Regions from separate parts of the Sus scrofa genome. Here all the other regions are linked to region 3. A link is a contact called in public HiChIP or PLAC-seq and promoter capture Hi-C data. All regions are on one chromosome and are shown on one strand. Each heading gives the region's core, a stretch centred on a gene start, on an enhancer-like site or on the middle of the called end of the contact. The rest is flanking DNA. Distances are from core to core; before and after follow the strand shown. Region 1 overlaps LOC100627222 (zinc finger protein 705A). Region 2 has its middle 17 kb from the start of DEGS1. Region 3 holds the start of FH (fumarate hydratase).

The links. Promoter capture Hi-C pulls out the DNA fragments that hold promoters and counts their contacts. HiChIP or PLAC-seq counts read pairs in DNA pulled down with a chosen protein or histone mark.
Region 1: an H3K27ac HiChIP or PLAC-seq map of skeletal muscle shows a contact between it and region 3. The contact joins the enhancer-like site here to the promoter of FH in region 3. A contact is called at or near these places in 1 of 5 promoter capture datasets (liver), 3 of 47 Hi-C or Micro-C datasets (fibroblasts, retroperitoneal adipose tissue and skeletal muscle) and 2 of 2 datasets of contacts at active chromatin or transcription factors (alveolar macrophages and skeletal muscle).
Region 2: a promoter capture Hi-C map of liver shows a contact between it and region 3, with 2.7 times the contacts expected there. The contact joins the enhancer-like site here to the promoter of FH in region 3. A contact is called at or near these places in 2 of 5 promoter capture datasets (fetal liver and liver), 3 of 47 Hi-C or Micro-C datasets (alveolar macrophages, fetal liver and mesenteric adipose tissue) and 2 of 2 datasets of contacts at active chromatin or transcription factors (alveolar macrophages and skeletal muscle).

The regions. Positions count from the first base shown.
Region 1 is chr10:12,496,992-12,499,691 of Sscrofa11.1, reverse strand. It overlaps LOC100627222 (zinc finger protein 705A), which reads left to right. Exons shown (of 8, transcript XM_013978242.2): 8 at 1,014-2,476. The coding sequence ends at 1,202. Among named protein-coding and RNA genes, the nearest start is that of KMO, 55 kb to the right of the region's middle. Within about 2 kb of position 1,446, at least 6 of the 83 cell types and tissues checked have an H3K27ac peak or open chromatin away from gene starts, as enhancers often do. A contact at or near this core is called in retroperitoneal adipose tissue and skeletal muscle, where this site is marked.
Region 2 is chr10:12,539,533-12,542,232 of Sscrofa11.1, reverse strand. It overlaps a transcript of DEGS1 not described here. Among named protein-coding and RNA genes, the nearest start is that of DEGS1, 17 kb to the left of the region's middle. Within about 2 kb of position 1,387, at least 2 of the 83 cell types and tissues checked have an H3K27ac peak or open chromatin away from gene starts, as enhancers often do. A contact at or near this core is called in liver, where this site is marked.
Region 3 is chr10:12,430,518-12,433,217 of Sscrofa11.1, reverse strand. It overlaps FH (fumarate hydratase), which reads left to right and starts at 1,410. Exons shown (of 10, transcript NM_001243588.1): 1 at 1,410-1,554. The coding sequence starts at 1,417. LOC110255637 (a long non-coding RNA gene) reads right to left here and starts at 1,268. Exons shown (of 5, transcript XR_002336209.1): 1 at 1,132-1,268; 2 at 1-109.

The sequences.
Region 1 (2,700 bases), core at 197-2,696, 66 kb before region 3:
AACTTACATGATTAGTTTTCTTTTTTTAAAATTTAAATATTTTATTTAAACTTTTTTTTTTTTTTTTTTTTTTTTTGTCTTTTTAGGGCCAAACCTGCAGCATATGTAGTTTCCCAGGCTAGAGGTCTAATCAGAGCTGTTGCTGCTGGCCTACGCCAGAGCCACAGCAACAACAGATCCGAGCCACATCTGCTATCTACACCACAGCTCACGGCAACGCCAGATCCTTAACCCACTGAGCAAGGCCAGGGATTGAACCCGAAACGTCATGGTTCCTAGGAATTCATTTCTACTGCGATATGGCAGGAACTCCTATTTGAACGTTTCAAAGTTTACCTTTGTGGCCACTTGTATTCATTATCACTAAAGTTTAACAAACTCCCGTTGAAAGTTAGCTTCAGGTAGAGACTTTGGAACTAGAATGTTCAAGACAATCTAAAGTTTTGGGAAAAATCTGCATCCTGTGGATCCCCACCTGTGCCTCCAAAACACAGACCATCCCCAACCTGCCTCCTAGTTGCCTTTTCCATGCTGGGAGTGTGGATTATTCTAATCCCATATTTTCCTTCCTCTTCTTGTTTGATCTCCTACCTGCGCATGGCTGTGAAGAACTTAACTGAAATGGAAAATTCAGGATAGGTTTGTAGGAATGTTTTGGCTTATCCATCAGCCTCCTAATATCCCCAAAGAGTCACGCCCTCTTGTCCAGTCAAAGCCCACAGGAGTTGATTTTAGGGAAATGGCTGCCCCTTTGTCATTCTGTGAAGTCAGAGCCAGAGCTAGAGTGCAGCTGACCTTAGGCAATGAATGAGAGAAGGTGTGACTTGCTTGGTGCCAGCAAACTCAGCCTAGTTTGGTAGTTAATAAAACCAGTCATTTGCATAAATTATGAAAACCGAGTTTGGAAATGTGAGCGTGGTGAAGGGAAGGGACTCTTGGAGACAGACAGTATTTCCCTGAACTGACCGTGAGCGCCACACTGTTGATGCGAACCCTGTGACCACTATGCCCAGGTCCATCAGGAAACACGTGGCCAAGGTGAGCTTCGCACTGCTTGCAGACAACCTCCGGGCCAGCTGGTCCCAGTGAGGTGTCCACACGTCTCAGGATTCCTGGGTCACCCTCATCAGAGCCAGATGTGCCGTGAGCCTCAGAAAATGAAGGCCATCCAGTGCCCGAGAAGTACTTTTCCTCAGCGGTGAAGAGTGACTGTCACAGTGTACACAGCGACACATCCCTGCTTCCTTGTTAGGCAGGTAGGTCCCACTGAAAAGCTGTTCCATCCCTTTTTCTCTCCTGACGGGGAATTGCTGTCGAGTCAGCTTCTCTTGCCACTCTCACTCTTGGAGAGAAACGGCTCACGCTTTGTAAGAGATCCTGTGTCTCCTGTTCAGGCCCTTGCTCTGAAGAGGCCCCTGTCGCCTCGCCCCGCACTGCCCGCGGGAGCATCTCTCAGAAGCGCAAGCCCGGGACTGTGCAAGATGCTGCTGCACGCGGGACCCAGCCCCGCCCGAAGACCCCTGTGATTATTTTTCTATTTTAGCAATCCCCAAGTCAGGTCTACCCTCAAAAAGGATTATTTACAGGCCACGTTTCATAAGCTATGTATCTGCATGCTAATGCCTCTGCTTTAACTTAAACAGAAAATCATATTGCCTTATTTCAGATGCACCAGTAGTTGCAAAAAATATATAACTAGAGAACTAGCAAAAGGTATGTTGTCAAAATTCATGAATTAAATATAAACATCGATCTCTGAAATGAAATGTAAATAGTAAATGGCATCTCTTCCTGTTGTTTGCATAACAGATGCTACATTAAATAGTTTCTTCTTATACACACCTCATGAAAAACGTTAGAGTGTAAACATTCATAATACTTATTCCTGGTTTATCCATCACGTTCCATAGCTTTAAAAAAATAATCTCAAAAAGTCTATATATTTCTTTTTCTTTCGTCTGTTCTGCCATCCTGGTGGACCAGTCAGCCTGCACACTGACACTGTCCTCAGAAAACATGGGGTTTGCCAACTTCTCAAATTTCTGGTAGTGATTAAGGCCCAAGAACCCAGACTCAGGCAATCACAGTTCCCGCAGCTGTCACTTGGTGGGTGACTTGAATTTCCTGTCATTGACGTTGTCATTGGTTTACCTTTTCCCCTCAGGTCAAATTCCAAATTCCTTAGCAGGACTGAAAACAGCCATATCAGCTTCTTTCATGAGGAATTATTCCGCCTTATCTTCCTTCCTCCTACTCTCCTCTGCCCGTTTCCTCTGCCTGGCATCCAGTCAAATAGACTGCTTTCCATTCCAAAAAGCTCTTCCTCACCTCCACTCTTTGTGTTTGCTTCTTCCCTCCTGCATTCCTCATATTTGTTTCATTGTCCCTGTCGACTGGAAAAAAAAAAAAAATACAACCTGAAGGTTGAGAGTTTAAGTTTTATTTGGGGTGAAATTAGGACTTAAGCTCAGGAGACAGCATCTCAGGGAGCCCTGAGAAACCACTCCCAGGAGGTGAGGGAGGAAGCTAAGATATATGAGTTTTTGCAACAGAAGGGAGTTTTTGCAGAAACAAAAGATTTACAGAAAACCAGATTAAAGAAAGCCAGTTTCTGTGGGAAGATGTAAGAGTCTGGGCTTCCTGGAATCACCCCTTTGATCTGCATCTCAGCTGGGGGCCAGTCTTTGTTTCTCCCCTGAG
Region 2 (2,700 bases), core at 138-2,637, 110 kb before region 3:
GCAATCCTGCACTTAGCCCAGGGAACTAGAACTAATCACTATATTTTGAACCAAATGGAGGATAATGTGAGAAAAAGTATATATATATATATATATATATAACTATATATATATATATATATATATATATGAATGGAGCACTAAAATAAATAACATTTATTTATTTTAAAATAACAAATGACAACAAAACAAAATGACAAAATAGGCGGCTCAGCATTCACCAGAGAAAGATCAGGGTAGAGACTGCTGCCTCTTGGGAAAACAGCCAGGCACAGTGACTCCGCTGAATCTGTTAAGATTTCCTAGCAAAGCAACATCAGGCCGGAACAAATTTCCAACCATGTATGAATTTGTTTCGATAATACCACTTTTATTAAATTATTTTTTTACATCTCCAGTTATTTTCCTGCAAGAACATGTGGCATGCCAATATACCCTGCCCTGGAAATGAATCCACTCCTATGCTGTACATCAAAGGCTCATACTTAAAACCCCCTGCCACCAGAGTTACTGGGTCAAGAGAGCTTTAGGTTTGTTTTCTCTATCCATTCCCTTAGCTATTCTGTAGGAATATACATATTCCTTGACTCCTTTATCAAATAAGCTCATTTATTGCAATATCTGATTTTATTTATCAATTTATTTGGGTGCCCCCTGTGAAATAGGGTTGTTGTCTAGCCAGAGTTTGATCTCCCAATGAAGCTCTTGCCACAGCCACAACAGTGACAAGGAGAGACTCTGAAGCCAGGCAGCCACTAGGGAACTCCCTGAGAGCTTGCTTGATGATACCAATCAACTCTGCTTAAGTCATCAGACCTGGTTTCAGGGAGGTTCTCTACTGAAAAGTGAGGCTCATCTTGAAAGGCAAGAAGGAACTTTCCCTAAGCCTCTTGATTGAAGAGAGCACAACGATTAGCCCAGCTGCCCAACCGAATGCCACCGAAGTAACCCATTTATTTACCAGCACCACACTCATCTCTTCTTACTTAAATCCCTGATGGTCAGGGGCTTGAACATGGGCAGCTCACGATAAAACACTGCTGCTGTGTTGGTCTCGGCCCTGCCTCTGGAGGAATACTAGGCATTCTGAAACCCAGCGAAGAATTCAAGAATTCTAAACACACGGCCGCACAACCAGGCTGCAATCCCCCTGCAAATGTTGAAGGGAAAACTGTGCCCCCTGCCTGACATGCAGTGTCTTGGACAGAGAGAACCTGGTGCCCAGGGAAAAAACCTCTGGTTGCTTGCTGTGTGTTCCCCTCAAGTAATCATCAGCTACAACTCTGAGCCAGTATATATAGAGTTTTGGAGCTCTAAACTGATAGAGCCTCAAGCAGCGACTGGCGCAAGAAGGCAATCTGGCGCCCTCATGTGGACATGTGATCTAACAGCCACTCTCAGGGTTTCCCCCTCTCACTTGCTCAGCCATCCCTGGCTAATGCATTGGCCATGGGCCATTGTGGCTTGGGTCTCCTTCCTCCGCTGTAATGAAGTACCAAGAAGTGCCCTTCCAAGTGGGCTGTTTCTCTCTCAAAGGCTTTCTGAGCCCTGAGACCCATCTATGCCATGCCTTGCTGTTTAAACCCTCAGCCAATAATCCATCATGTCATGCCAGCCTTCTTCCTTTTTATATATATATACATGCACTTATGTATTTATGAAGATAGATGCCATGTATGTAAAGAATTTTTTCTTAATTTTCCACCTGTGATTCCTTCCTTTGTAAACACTGTCCTCATTTCTTTTTTTTTCTCTTTCCCTCTTTCTATGCAAATTTCTTGACTCCACCTGGAGCGTTCCTGTGTTGTCTCCCCATTAATGATTTTCAAGACACAGTGTTTACCAAAACCACCAGAGTGACAAAAACAGAACTTTGACCCTGGGTGATGAGAGCTTTCTCTATATCAATCAATCTACCAGCCTGAATATGCCTGACCTGGCATTAGGTCACATCTTCACACCAGGTACATAGAAAGAAGAGAAGAGGCTCCCATGGAAAGAAAAGGGTGGTGTTTCATGAGATCACTCGAGAGAAAATGTCTGGTGATTGGCACCGCTGCTCTCTAAAATATCACCATTTTGGCACCTCCCATGCACAACAAACAGATTTTATACCGATCCCAAAACCCAGGTCAGGCTGGGCTTCCAAAATTAACAGCTCAACAACTGACACCAAATAACAGAAAGACAAAACCAAAAAACCAATTGAAAAATAGAGAAACGACCTGAATAGGCTTTTCCCTAAAGCAGATATGCAGAGGGCAACAAGCACCGGGAAAATGAACATGATTACTCATTAATAAAGAATTGCAAAGCAAAATGAGGCTGAGGTACCCCGCACCCAACTCTGAACGGTCATCAAGTGCGTCTTCAAATAACAAACCTTGGAGGGGGTGTGTAGAAGAACGTGCCCTCACAAGGTGTGGGTGTGCAGGTAAATTTGAACAACACTAGGGCCCACAGGATCTAGGCCATCCGATAAAAAACATAGAACCACCATATGACCCAGCAATCCCACTCTTGGGCATATATCCAGAAAATAGTCTTTCCAAAATGTTAAAAGCCCCACCATGTTCCTGCAGCACTATTCACAATACCAAGACAAGGAAACACATTCTATATCCTTGGACAGATAACCGGATTAGGAAGAGGTTATCCATATCCACAATGAAATAGTATTCAGCCATGAAACAGAGCAAA
Region 3 (2,700 bases), core at 161-2,660:
ACAGAGACTAACTCTGATAAGCTTGGCTTTGCGTTGTAGGTTCTGGACTTTTGACTTCCGACATCATCCAATGGTTCTCTTTCTTGATTAACTGTCGTCTGGTTTCAAGCTATTCAAAGAAAAGACAAGAAGATATAATACTGCAGATCTGATGCAATTTTACATCTGTTCCGCGAAAAGCAGAATATCACCATCTATTAAAACAATATGCCTTTAATTTCAAAATGTATGTTATCAACGCAGAAGACTTGGAGAACCTAAATGTAAATAATAAAAATTCTGCAATCATTTATAAGTAAGGACATCTACACATTTAAAAAACTGAGTTCTTAGAGTACTGACTGAGAAAGGAAACAGTACAGACATCAAAATCACAGGTTAAAGAGCTGGGTAATTATTATTGGCTTTTTATGGATACTTATGATTTCATTCTCTACACTTTGTTTTCCAAAATTTTTACACGGAAGATGAAAAAAGAGCCAATAGAAAGAACATGTAATGAGTGATTACATGGTAGATGAATAAATAAATTCGTCTCCCTAGGTTATGCCACTGTTAGAGCAGACAGATAGGCATAAACAGAGAAGGAGTACATGGGGCCAGAAACCACGCATCCTGCAAACAGCACGGTCCATGCACGGATAAAGAAAAGCCAGAACCTCCAGGCTGATAGGAAGCCACACCTTTTCAGGTGATAAGAGTGTGTGTGTGTGGGGGGGGGGGGGGACAAAGAAAGGTTGAAAAGAGCGCGAGAATCTCTAACGTTCGGATGGAACCTGTTGCTCATTGTGACCTCATTATAATAAAATTATAACTAAACTGCTATGCAGATAACAAGTACCCATCATACACCAACGCCGTGACACTGCAATAAAACTAAATCAGGGCAAAAATCCCTCCTCCCTTCCGGAAGGTGAAGCTGAGATGAAAAAGAAAAGAATACGACCCCCAAAATCCCACCTTCCCAGTGAATATCCCACTCGCCTCTCTGCCCGCCTCTCCTTAAGAGGTGTATTTCTCACTTAAGTAAATCCTCAACTTTCCTTCTCGATTTCCGTCTGATTTCTGAACTTTTTCTGCTGCGAGGAGGCAAGAACCTAACCTGCGCTCACACCGCTAACAAATACAGACCTTTAGCTAATACTCCGCCCTCTGTTAGCCTCCGGAACGCCGGGTTCAAGCGCAGCGCCAGCCGGGGTTCCCAGCATTCCTTTCCCACCAGTTTCCCAGGAGTCCTCAGGGCGCTAAGGTGGGGCAGTTAAGCCTGCCCCTCACGCTCCGCTGGCCATTGGCTCTATTGGCCCCGCCAATAGGTTGTTGATTGGATAGGAGCGAGGTCTGTGGGCGGGACGGGCTCTGACAGCCCTGAGGAGGCGCGGCCTAGCGACCGGAAGTTCTCCTCAGGCCGCCAGCACTATGGATCGAGCGCTCCGGCTCCTCGCGCGTTCTCGCTGCCTCTCGCGGGTTCCAGCCTCTGCTCCCGGCCCCGGCCCAGGCAGCAGCCCTAGCGGCGTGTCGCGCCTCCTGCTCCGGCCTCCGAACGCCGCTCGAATGGTGAGCTCCCCGACCCCCTGACCGCGCAGCGGTGACCTTCAGGCCTCCCGCCTGCCAGGCGGGTGTCCCGGTACTGGGCCGCGAGCCTGCACTGCGCGCAGCCGAGGCGCCTCCGCCGGCGGTGGGCCGCTGCTGTGGGGAGTCCCGCCGGGCCGCCCGCGCCGGTCTCTGGACCCCTCCCCGGGCGGGCGTGCCTTGCGCCCAGTCCCAGCCGAGCTCCTGCAGGTGGCGGTTGCTGCCGGGACACCGCAGGGATGGACACCGGGAGGAAGGGGCCGCACCAGGGTGGGCCCTGTCCGGAGGGCAGGGGTTTGCAAAACCCTGAATGTGAAACGTGGGCTGCGGGTCTCGAGGAACGTCGGAGGAAGCTGTAAGGGACCAGCTGTAGCTGAAGCAGCATTTTTTATTCAGAACGACCTCCAGGGAACTTAAAGGTCCAATGTCAGGTTCTGCCGTCCTGACTTACTTGAGCCCTTTTGCTCCTTGGAGTGTCGCCTCCCGTAATTCGGGCTCTAACAAGCTTTAAACACGTGTGCTCACATGTGTATTATGAGCAAAAGTTTGGGATGTAAATGCTAGTTTAGGAAGACTTAACTCTGCACTGTTCACTGTGCTGTATAACAGGAGCTTTCATTCAAAGAGATGTCAGCCTACCCTGCTACTCGGAATCGGGATTTGATGCAGGATATACTGGTGCTCAGTGTCCACGGGTATAAATGAAAATAATTACAGGCACTCAGGAAGATTGCCCCTGTGAAAGTACTCTTGAGTTTGGGATGCGGTGAGTGCGTATTCAATGAATACTTCCATCTAAGGTACTGCAAAGGCCCAAGACATTTTCTGGGCTATAAATTTTAAGATAATTTGATGACATCACTACAGCTGAAACTACAAATCAGAAAGATTTGTATTTCTGCAGCTCTCTGCCATAATAATTTTAGTGCATTTCAGAGCCTTTAAAATTTTTTATTTTTCGCTTATTTATTTTGTAAAAGGGAATAGGAGACTGGAGAACTGAATCTATCCCGCTGTAAATGCCAAAAAATAGCACTGTCTTGCTTTTAGTGTAGTAAAATCAGGTGGGGATAGATTTTTTTTTCCCAATAATTCTAAATACATCTTTTGCCTTCTAATCTCAGCTCCAAA